2 separate regions of the Mus musculus genome follow, and region 2 is linked to region 1. The links are chromatin contacts, called in public Hi-C maps. All regions are on one chromosome and are shown on one strand. Each heading gives the region's core, a stretch centred on a gene start, on an enhancer-like site or on the middle of the called end of the contact. The rest is flanking DNA. Distances are from core to core; before and after follow the strand shown. Region 1 holds the start of Krt2 (keratin 2). Region 2 has its middle 6.3 kb from the start of Gm41405.

Region 1 (5,669 bases), core at 2,011-4,510:
TATGAAGAGGGGATTGTGCTAGAGTGACATGGAAACCTGTGACCATGCCCACAGTGAGAACATCAGGGACTCCCACGGTGGGATGGCCAGGGACTCCATGAGAGGCTTTGAAGGTTCAGGCTCAGGCAGGGTGACCACTGTAGTCCTACACCAGGGCCAGTCTGCAGTCCCAAACCAAACTCTAGGAACGAGTTGTGGTTACAGGCTTATTTCTGGGGTTCTGGAGGTTTCTGGTAAAGGTGAGTATGATCTTGGTTCTCCTGTGAGGAAGTCTAGGGGCAAGTTCATTATAACATAAGGAAGGCTGTGCTGGGGAGGCTATAAGGGACAGGGACTTGCTGCTAAGGGGATGTGGAGTGTGAGACTTCTCTCTGCTGTCACACCTGGCTTAGACTGTTTTCTGTGGGCTAAAGAACCGACTTCCCCTCCACTTATCCCTGAGGGTTTAGTGTTGTTCCACTGGCCCACAGACAGCCTTCTGCAAACCCATGAGAAATATCAGAAACTTGGGCTTGCTGGCAGCTTATTGAAAAAAGGAACCCAGTGGAAAGAGTTCGTTCCGAGGGACAAGAGCTGTCATTTCCACCAGTAGGTTAATGTCCTCACGGCACAGTGACTACCTGGGACAATGGTTCCCATGGGCATAAACATCAAAACCACGGCCAGACCAAGATTCACCCCTTCAAAGAATGCAAACCATTTTATTTTAAAAAGAGCATTAAAGTTCTTGTTTTTTTTAAATGTGAAATTAAAAAACCTACATAGAAATAAAATCTTAGGCAATATCCAAGTTCCAATGGTTCTAACCGCCACACTTCAGTAGAGGAGAAGGAGTGTCCTTCCAGTTGGTTTTCACACACCAGAGACTCAGGTGCTCGGCTGAGAGAGCCGCAAGATTGGTGAGGACAAAATTAAAATGTTCATGTCGACCACAAAACCAGGAGGCAGAAACACTCACTAAATGGTCGCTCCCTTTCTTCACTTCGGACCCCTCTGAAGCTGGCACGGCCCAGGCAGAGTCAGAGTGGAGTAATGGACAATTAGGGCGTTGCTTAGATATCCATAGATAATGACACATTTGGCTTTGGATTGAGACTCCAGAGCTTTTAGATTTATAGTATATTTGCATGATTGTAATTATATAACCTGGTTTGGAAAAAAATTGAGGAGACTCTTGGACTGCTTTGTTCAGCATTTTTCTACAGCAAATGAAATAGCTCCAGGAGTTCCCCACTTCTTATCTCTGTTCCCACCCCTGCTGTATAGTTACCACACAAGGCTGAGAAGCGGGAAAACCAGGAGGTGAATAAAATCCATTGGGTTTCAGTTATGAACTAGTAACCATGTCTTGTACTCTGGTACATGCACATTTTCTTCTTCTTCTTCTTCCTTTTCTTCTTCTTCCTTTTCTTCTTCTTCTTCTTCTTCTTCTTCTTCTTCTTCTTCTTCTTCTTCTTCTTCTTCTTCTTCTTCTTCTTCTTCTTCTTCTTCTTCTTCCTTTTCTTCTTCTTCCTTTTCTTCTTCTTCTTCTTCTTCTTCTTCTTCTTCTTCTTCTTCTTCTTCTTCTTCTTCTTCTTCTTCTTCTCCTCCTCCTCCTCCTCCTCCTCCTCCTCCTCCTCCTCCTCCTCCTCCTCCTCTACCTCCCCCTCCTCTTCTTCGTCTTTCCCTTCTACTCCTTCTCCCCCTTCTTCCTCAATTCCTCTTCCTTCTCCTTCCATTCCTCCTCCTCCTCTTCTTCTTTTCTTTGTCCTCCCCTTACTTTTTGATAGATGAGGAAACTGAGCAACTGAAGCTCACAGAACAACATGAGTTTCCAGCACCATTTCTCTCTGTCATGACGAAAGTATGAGCTAGGCCATTAGAAGAGAGACTAGCGCACCAAGGTTGAAAGGAAAGGAAAATATCTTTGTCTCACTCAAAATAACATCATTTAATGTTTACGACAGCATGGTTATCAAGACATTACATGCTGGGCAATGGTGGCACATGACTTTAATCCCAGCACTTGGGAGACAGAGGCAGGAGGATTTCTGAGTTTGAGGCCAGCCTGGTCTACAGAGTGAGTTCCAGGACAGCCAGGGCTATACAGAGAAACCCTGTCTCAAAAAATAAAAACAAAAACAAAAAAAAAAAACAAACCAAAACAAAAGACATTACATACCAGTTTCCTACCCCATAGCTAAGGCAAACAAAGACTCAAAGTTTCATCCAAGGTCATACAGCCAGAACGATGGCAAAATTAAGATTTAAATCCAGAGTCTCTGACTTTGAGTTGCTTCTATTTCTCCACAGCGTCTGTCTTATATGCATAGCCATCTTGTCAGGAGAAACCGTGTCTGGATTTGGTGTTAATGAGTGTTCTGTGTGGCTGGCAACTTTGGATAGACTGTCTGGGGTTTCCCAAGCTCACCGGTCTTTGAAAGTCAGTGAAGAGCCTGCCTTCTTAATGCCTTCAGAATCACAAGGCAGTGCATGGTTTCTGAGCAACAGTCCATCCACACTTGGATCTCAAAGCAACACGTTCACATGTACCCTGAGTCATACAGACTTCAGGAAAGAACTCTTCCCTTTGTTCTTTGAACCCCCAATGGAATTGATGGTGATAAAAGTTCCTGGTGACAGGACTCAATATGATCCCCTCCCCAGGGGTTGGCTATGTGTATGTTTGATGTGGCCTGGAAGGAAAGGAGCTTAGATAGTTCGATAAATGGCTGCAACATTGCAGCGTCGGAGGCCAGCTTCTCTCTGTAAGCACAGGCTGGTCCCTCCACCATAGTCATGGTATATAATGCCCCCCCCGCCCCCCTTCCTGGGCCACATGGAGGCAAGAGAGCTGGAAGTTTGGAGTGAATGCTCTCAGAGTATCAAGCCAGACCTCCGTTCCCTGGCAAGCTAGATGGGAAGCCCACACAGGCCTGGGTGGTGGCCAGCTTCCCATGGGTCGGTCCATAACAGGGAGCAGTGTACTCTTCAGGACATTTTTTTTCCAAGTTGGGAAACCCAAAGACTAATCTCCTCTTCTGATGATTTTACAAAAATCAAATTGCATGACAGATGCACAGATAAACAGGAGCCGTTCGCAAATCAAAGCAGGTTCTGGATTGGAGCTGATTAGTAGATGTTTTAATGGCCATTAGGTTGATAATCACTCACCAAGAATAGCTTCCAGGCAGACCAAACCCATGCGTAAGTGGGCCCACACCCAAGCTCACCAACACCTAGTTGGCAGGTATATAAGGGACCCTGTGAGTCTCCCGACAGCACACTTTGGTCTCCAGCCTCGGATCTGCTCAGGAATATTCACTCGTCTTGCTGAGCAAAAACATCATGAGTTGCCAGATCTCCTGCAGGTCCCGAAGAGGAGGAGGCGGCGGCGGAGGCGGCGGATTCAGGGGCTTCAGTAGCGGTTCAGCTGTGGTCTCTGGAGGGAGCCGGAGATCAAATACCAGCTTCTCCTGCATAAGCCGCCACGGTGGTGGCAGAGGAGGCTCTGGTGGAGGTGGCTTTGGTAGTCAGAGTCTTGTTGGCCTCGGCGGGTACAAGAGCATCTCTAGTAGCGTGGCTGGCAACAGTGGTGGCTACGGTGGCAGCAGCTTTGGAGGCAGCAGTGGCTTTGGAGGAGGCCGAGGATTTGGAGGTGGCCAAGGATTTGGAGGCAGCGGTGGCTTCGGAGGTGGCTCTGGCTTTGGAGGAGGCCAAGGATTTGGAGGTGGCAGCCGCTTTGGAGGTGGCAGCGGCTTCGGAGGTGGTGGATTTGGCGGAGGCAGTTTTGGCGGAGGCCGATTTGGAGGTGGCCCTGGAGGTTTTGGGGGCCCTGGAGGATTCCCTGGTGGAGGTATCCATGAAGTGTCTGTCAATCAGAGCCTCTTGCAGCCTCTTGATGTTAAAGTAGACCCAGAGATTCAGAACGTGAAGTCTCAGGAGCGGGAGCAGATCAAAACCCTCAACAACAAATTTGCCTCTTTCATTGACAAGGTGAGTGGGAGAGGCCGCACCTTCTGTCATGAGACGCTGGGATCCTGCACTTGCTGTGCTGGCTGAAAAGGAAAGGACAGACTCTCCCTCAAGAGTCATTGATGAGGCCACTGTAGCCAGGGGACTTTGCAAGTTCCAAAGTAGGAGAGACGCTGGTCTTGTGGACTACAGTTTCTTCAACAGTTTCTTTGTATTTTATTTTTCAGCCCAAATAAATGTTATTTATAGAAAATTCTCATCTCATAGAAAAGCTGAAATAGACAAGTAATAACAGAACAGGTCGGGTCAGGTGACAGCAGGATTGGAAAGCAACAACGAGAAGGGATAGAGTTTGTTTCTCCTGTTATTAGTCTAATAAATCCCAGCAATCTATACTTGAAATAACTTTGGGGTTGAATAAAATTCTAGCCTTCCAGAGAACCAGCTCATTTTGGTGACCCATAAACTTTTTATTGGTGTCACTTTGGGGTGTTGCTGTCTTGGTTCCTCTGCCTTGGATTAGACAGGATTTACAAGGTTCTTAAAACTGAGGGAGGAGCCCTGCCTGTCCTCAGGACTCTCTTATTTGATGCAATCTGCTGCTGGGACAGCAGGTGCCCGCTTTTTTCTTGGTCCAGAATTTATAGGGCTTTGGAAGAATGTTAGCACGGAGGAGGGGAATGCCTCAAGTCTGGGGAGGAGCCTGAAGTAGGAGAGTGCAGAGTGGAGAGGAGCAGAGGCAGTGTCAGAAGTCTATAGAACTTCCATGTGTGATGTTGTGGAGCTCAGAAGCTCTGCCTGGTGCCTCCCAGCCTGCCTTGGGTAGTGAGGGTAAAGTCTTGTGACTTGTACGTCTCCCGGAGCAGCAGCACAGGTTCTCTGGGTGAGAGTGGCTCCCTGGTGTGAAAGGTGACGTCCAACTTCTGTATTTTTCCTCTGGCCACTGTAGGTGCGATTCCTGGAGCAGCAGAACCAGGTGTTGCGGACCAAATGGGAACTCCTGCAGCAGTTGGATGTAGGCAGCCGCACCACAAACCTGGACCCCATCTTCCAGGCCTACATAGGCATGCTCAAGAAGCAAGTGGACAGGCTTTCTGCAGAAAGGACCTCACAGGAGTCAGAGCTGAACAACATGCAGGATCTCGTGGAAGACTTTAAGAAGAAGTAGGTGACGGAGGAGACCTCAAGTGGAGATGGATTTTTTTTTTTTTTTTTTTTTTTTTTTTTTTTTTTACTATGGGCATCCACTCTCTTATTGCTCAGTGTGCTTGGGCTGGCGCACCAGGGTGGTATGGAGGGGCCTCCTTTTTGAGTGCAAAGAAAGCAGGGATTTGGAGCTCAAACATGCTTGAGTTAATGAATATAAAGGTACCTTCATTTTGGATTTTTATATTTTCAATCTGGGCATTTAAAGAGAGTTTAATTTTCCAGTAGAAATAGGGAAAGGAAAAAAAAAAACCTTGCCAACGGGATCTGATCTAACTGCAGTTGTCTTCTGGGGGCTCAACAGGTACGAGGATGAGATCAACAAGCGCACGTCTGCGGAGAATGATTTTGTGACCATTAAAAAGGTGAGTGAGGACTACCCTGGGCTTAGGGAGGATAGGACTGTACCACATCTTACTGTGTCTAGAGAGGTGGCTAAGACGTCACTGTGAGGGCACACAGCCAGAGATAGGTTAGGGGCACACCAGGAGCTGGTTCTTCTGAGAAGA
Region 2 (5,669 bases), core at 973-3,472, 230 kb before region 1:
GTAGTGAGACATTTTCAATCCCAGAGACTGAGGAGTACCAGAGCAGGAGGATCAGCCTGAGCCTGGTCTACACAAACACAGACACACACAGACACACACAGACATACACACACACACACAGACACACACACACACACACACACAGACACATACAGACACACACACACACACACACACACACACACACACACACACACACCTCAAACCACTCAAAACTAAAAATGTCCCATTTATTGGTGACTTAACACAGTTTGGAATGACCTAAGTCTGGGATATGATACTGAGCAAGCCCATCTCTGCTCACGGACACTTACAGCCTGAGGTGCACTGCACTACTTAATACAGTGAGGAACATTAGCCCCCTAGCTACTGGTGTGCATTTTAAAATGTAAAATAAATGACATTCCAAAATCATCTCTTTGTTCATGCAGCCACATTGAAAGCTGTATATGATTGGTGACTATTGAATACACAGAGGCCATTATTACAGAACGTTCCAGCACAGGTGCTGCTGGAGGCAGCAGGAAGAACAGGTTATGTGATCCAGATGAGACCTAACAAAGGAGAGAACTGAGCACTCTGCGTTGATGCCCCGTCCCCCCTGCCCTGCCCCCTGCACCAGGGTGGAAGTCAGCACCATGAACCCATGAGACAAGAACTACCACTGAGCTACACTTTCAGCCTGTCCTGGGGATTCTAAATGTTTTAAAATTAAAGTACACAAAACATTATGGCTGGAGAGATGACTCCATGGTTAGGACGGCTTGGTTTTGTAGAGGGCTTGGGTTTGGTTCACAGCACCCACATACTGGTTTACAACCATCTGTAACTCCAGTTTCAGGGGATTTGATACGCTCTTCTGACTTACATCAGGAGCCAGACACTCATGTGGTGCATAAACACACATGCAGGCAAATATTCATACACATAAAGTAAAATGAAATATACAAATGTATGTATATACAATATACACATATGTATTTTCATAAAAGAATAATAATTTGTTTTTTCACACAAGATATATTCTCACCTGATATACCTTACTTTTTTCTATGCATTTTACCAAAAAAAGTAATTAAAAAAGGATTTATTTATTTATTATATGTAAGTACACTGTAGTTGTCTTCAGACAAACCAGAAAAGGGCGTCAGATTTCATTACAGATGGTTGTGGATCACCACATGGTTGCTGGGACTTGAACTCAGGACCTCTGGAAGGGCAGTCAATGCTCTTACCCGTTGAGCCATCTCTCCAGCCCTGTATGCATGTTTATATGGAGGCCAGAGATCAATCTCAAATTTTGTTCCCTAGGAGTCAATGTTCTCTTTTTGTGTTTTTGTTTTTTTGAGACAGGGTTTCCCTGTGTAGTCCTGGCTGTCTTAGACCTCGCTCTGTAGACCAGGCTGGCCTCAAACTCACAGAGATCCGCCTGCCTTGTCTCTTGAGTACTGGGATTAAAGGCATGAGCAACCACAGCCTGACTTGCTACCCTCCTCCACTTTTTGTTTGTTTGTTTGTTTTTTCAGATTTATTTATTATATGTAAGTACACTGTAGCTGTCTTCAGACCATGTGGTTGCTGGGATTTGAACTCAGGACCTTCCGAAGAGCCGTTGGTGCTCTTAACCGCTAAGCCATCTCTCCAGCCCGCCTCCTCCACTTTTTAAAGACTTATTTTGTGTGTAGGGATATTTTGCCTGCATGTATGTATGTTCACCACATGGAGGTCAGAAGAGGGTGGCAGATCCCCTGGAAGTGGATTTATAGAAAGTTGTGGGTGCTGGGGTTAAGGCCTGGATCCTCTGCTAGAGCAAGAAGTGCTCAAAACCACCAAGCAAAGCCATCTCTCTAGCCCATTCACTTGCTTTTTGTTTTGTTTTGTTTGTTTCCTGAGACAGGGTCTGGAGCTGCCTGACTAGGCTGGGTGGCCAGGCAGCTCTTGAGATTTACTTGTCTGTCTGAAGTGCTGGGGTTACACGTGGAAGTGATGGGATTACCTCTCACTAGCCCCACTCTTGGCTGGGCGCCGCTGAGGGGCAACGAGGAACTGGAAGAGAAAACGGGCTTGTGCCCAGGTGGGAGCCACTGCCAAAATGATCGATAAGAAAGGTGCTGAACCCAAGCTGAGCTGGAGTGAGGCCGCGGGGCTGGAAGGGCGCACCTGCTTAAAGAGCAGCCTGGGCTCTGCGCCATGCTCAGTCAGTCCCGACCCAAACCGCGTGGGGAAGCCGCGTTTCTGCCTGCCCTCCCTTTGCCTCACCGCGTCCTGGGACTCTGGGTACGGGGTGCATGGTGGGCGGGTTGCCTCCCGGCTCAGCTGCGCATGCTCTGTAGTCAGAAGGTGGCGCATGGATGCCGTGATCCAAATGCCCCCCCGCGCTCCCCCCCGCGCCCCCCCCCCCCCCCCGCTGCCGCAGCTCAGCAACTCCAGGCTCCTGGTCTCATTGAGTCTATTGGAATTCGGGGCACATTTTCTGCGCCTCCTTTCTTCGCTTCCCGACAGTCCCTAGCTGGAAGGATCTTCTGATTTCCAGATAGCTCTTGGACTGGAGAGAACCTTCGAGTCTTGCGCTCCAACAACCCCACACCAATTTCCCAAGAAAAGTTCGTGGGAGCTCTTTGTTATCATAATTACCCAAAGAAGAATTAAATAATTTTGGAGTGCGTGCTCATGTAAGGGTCGGGTTTTTTTGTTTGTTTGTTTGTTTTTTGTTTTTAAATCAATCTTGTGGCACACGAATGAAAATCCCATCCTCCCACCCCCAGCATGCGCAACCAGGAGGATAGGTTCTGGGTCCTCCTTGGTAACATAGCCAGTTCAAGGCCAGCCTAGGGAGCAAGCTATCCTGTCTCAAACACAAATTCTGTTATAGTTTGACAAAGTCTGTAAGTTCGAGCCTCACAAGCTGGGGGTATGTGATAAATACAAAATCTTTATATATTTTCATTTTTACTATTAAACATTTTAAATTACATTTATCTATTTGTGTGTGTGTGTGTGTCTGTGTACATAGGCCTTGGTGCATGTATAGAGGTCAGAGGACAAACTTGAGCAGTTGGGAATCTATCCACTACGAGGGTCCCTGGAGGGAGCTTAGGTTGTCAGACTTGGGACTAGTCACCTTTGTTGAGCCATCTTGTATATGAGTATATGTGTTTATATGTGTGTGTCACATGTGTGTGTCCGTGTCCGTGTCCGTGTCCGTGTGTGTGTGTGTGTATGTGTGTGTGTGTGTCCATGGAGGACCTCAGATGCTCTGGAGCTGGAGTTACAAGCAGTTGTGAGCCACTTGAGGTGGGTGCTCGGAATCTAACTCAGGTCCTCTGGAATGTTGATACGAATGCTCTTAACTTGCGGTTTCTTGGTCCGCAGGTCAGTCAATGGTGTCTGCAAGAGAGAGAGAGAGTGGGGACTGAGGAACAAGAGACTGGAAGAATGGAGACAAGACAGGCTATCTGATCAAGTCTCAAGTCTTTTTATTGAAAGGCAACTATGGGCATATAAGCATAAGTCAGGGAGTGCAGCTGGAGACACGTAACCACAGGTCCAGGATGTGTAGGAGAAAACCAAGATGTTATCAGCGTGTGGTGGGCTTCTTGCAAAAACATCATGCTAGGAAAACAAGTCTCTCGTCAGGGTGGAAAAGTTCCAACCTGTAAGTAAATAGCCCAAGATGGCTGCAGAGATGATAGCCGCTTTCTGCTAAGAGTCGGCTCCCAACAGTTTCTGCTATCCTGTTTAAAATTGCAGTTTGACATCATTGTAAAGAGAATTATGCAGTTGTAGGAGGTAAAACAGGGATCCATGTACTTTTTTACCCAGTTTTTCTCCAATTTTTATTTATTTTATTTTTAAATAGGTTTCACTCTAGCCCAAGAGGGGCCTGAACTCACTACATAGGCTAAGCTTAGCCTTGAACTCCTAATCCTCCTGTCTCATCTCTGCAGTTCCAGACCTGATGGTTACACCTGGGGGGAATTATAGCACAATATCACACGACATCGGCATGGATGAGGAGCTCAACATTTGGGTTTATAATCCCAGCACTCAGGAGGCAGAGGCAGGCGGATTTCTGAGTTCGAGACCAGCCTGGTCTACAGAGTGAGTTCCAGGACAGCCAGGGCTACACAGAGAAACCCTGTCTCGAAAAAAACAAAAACAAACAAACAAAAAAAGAATGTTGCCTACATGGAATTATATGGCTTGCAGACTTTGGAAGTTGGCTGTTTTCAGTCAGCTAGTTCTCTGGAGATCTACCCAGGCTCTCAAACATCAATAGTTTGTTTATAGTTGAGTATTTCACAGGATGGATGGACCCCCCCCCCCCCATTTGTTTAACTGTTTACCCACTGAAGGGCATCTGGACTAGCTCCAGTTTTTACTTGGTCAGGATAAAGCCTTCATTCTTGTAGAATGTTTTTGTGAGTACAAGTTTTTATTTTTCTAGGATAAATGCCCAGAAGTACAATTGTTGTGTTGTATATTTGGCTTTTAAAGAAACTGCCAAGCCATTTTCCACAGTGACTGCACCATTTTACATTCTGACCTGTGGTCTATATAAGGGAGTCAGTAAATTCTTATTTTATGGGGGCTGGAGAGATGGCTCAGTGGTTAAGAGCACTGGCTGCTCTTCCTGAGGTCCTGAGTTCAATTCCCAGCAACCACATGGTGGCTCTGTAATGGGATCTGATGCCCTCTTCTGGTGTGTCTGGAGACAGCTACAGTGTACTCATATACATAAAATAAGTGCATCTTTAAAAAGTTATATGTAAGTGTATTTTGCCTCTGTGTGTGTATGTATATCATGTATGTACAGTGCTCTCAGAAGCCAAAAGAGGACATCGGATCTCTTGAAACTGGAATGGCAGACGACCATGAGCTAGCTGATGTGGGTACTAGGGACAGCAAGTGCTCTTAACGAATGAGCCATCTCTCCAGCCCCCACCTCCCCTTGTGATTCTAATACACATTTCCCTAGTGACTAAAGATGCTGAACATCTTTTCTTGTGTTCATTTGTTATTTCTGTATTCTCCTCTGGGGATATTTTTGTATTGGATAGTATTATGTCAGCTTGACATAAACTAGAGTCAATTGATAAAATGCCTCCATAAGATTGAGCTATAGGGCATTTTCTTAATTAGTGATCAATGGGGGAGGCCTCAGTCCATGGTGGGTGGTGCCATCCCTGAGCTAGTGACCCTGGGTTCTATAAGAAAGCAGGAGGAGCAAGCCATGAGGAGCAAGCCAATAAGAAGCACCCCTTCGCAGCTTCTGCATCATCTCCTTCCTCTAGGATCCTGACCTGCTTGACTCCATCCCCTCACTGTTTCTGATGATGGATGAAGCATTTGTATATGGAACCAAATAAACTCTCTCCCAGGTTGCTTATTGGCTGTGGTGTTTCATCACAGCGATAGTGACCCTGACTAGGCCAGCTTTCTAGCTGAATGGCTTCACTGCTGAGTTCTGGAGTCCTTCATGTGTTTTGTGGCTGTCATCACCGGAAGGGTTGCAAACTCTCTCCCAGTTTGCTGCATGCTCATTTGCATGCTTGCATCCTCTCTGTCTCTCTCTTCCCTTCCCCCTCCCTTTCTCCTATACTAGGGGCTAACCAGCCCCTCAATCACTGAGACACCTCTCGTCTTTTTGGTATTTTGTTTTTATATTG

Evidence for each region. Hi-C and Micro-C count contacts between places; a contact is called where the count stands out from the background.
Region 2: a contact with region 1 is called in a Hi-C map of embryonic stem cells, with 1.7 times the contacts expected there. The contact joins the enhancer-like site here to the promoter of Krt2 in region 1. A contact is called at or near these places in 4 of 39 promoter capture datasets (the SN4741 cell line, liver and pre-B cells), 1 of 484 Hi-C or Micro-C datasets (embryonic stem cells), 1 of 115 datasets of contacts at active chromatin or transcription factors (embryonic stem cells) and 1 of 9 other capture datasets (pancreatic islet).

What each region holds. Positions count from the first base shown.
Region 1 is chr15:101,815,760-101,821,428 of GRCm38.p6, reverse strand. Krt2 (keratin 2) reads left to right here and starts at 3,260. Exons shown (of 9, transcript NM_010668.2): 1 at 3,260-3,975; 2 at 4,904-5,118; 3 at 5,465-5,525. The coding sequence starts at 3,328.
Region 2 is chr15:102,048,789-102,054,457 of GRCm38.p6, reverse strand. No RefSeq gene overlaps it. Among named protein-coding and RNA genes, the nearest start is that of Gm41405, 6.3 kb to the right of the region's middle. Within about 2 kb of position 2,222, at least 147 of the 459 cell types and tissues checked have an H3K27ac peak or open chromatin away from gene starts, as enhancers often do. A contact at or near this core is called in embryonic stem cells and pancreatic islet, where this site is marked.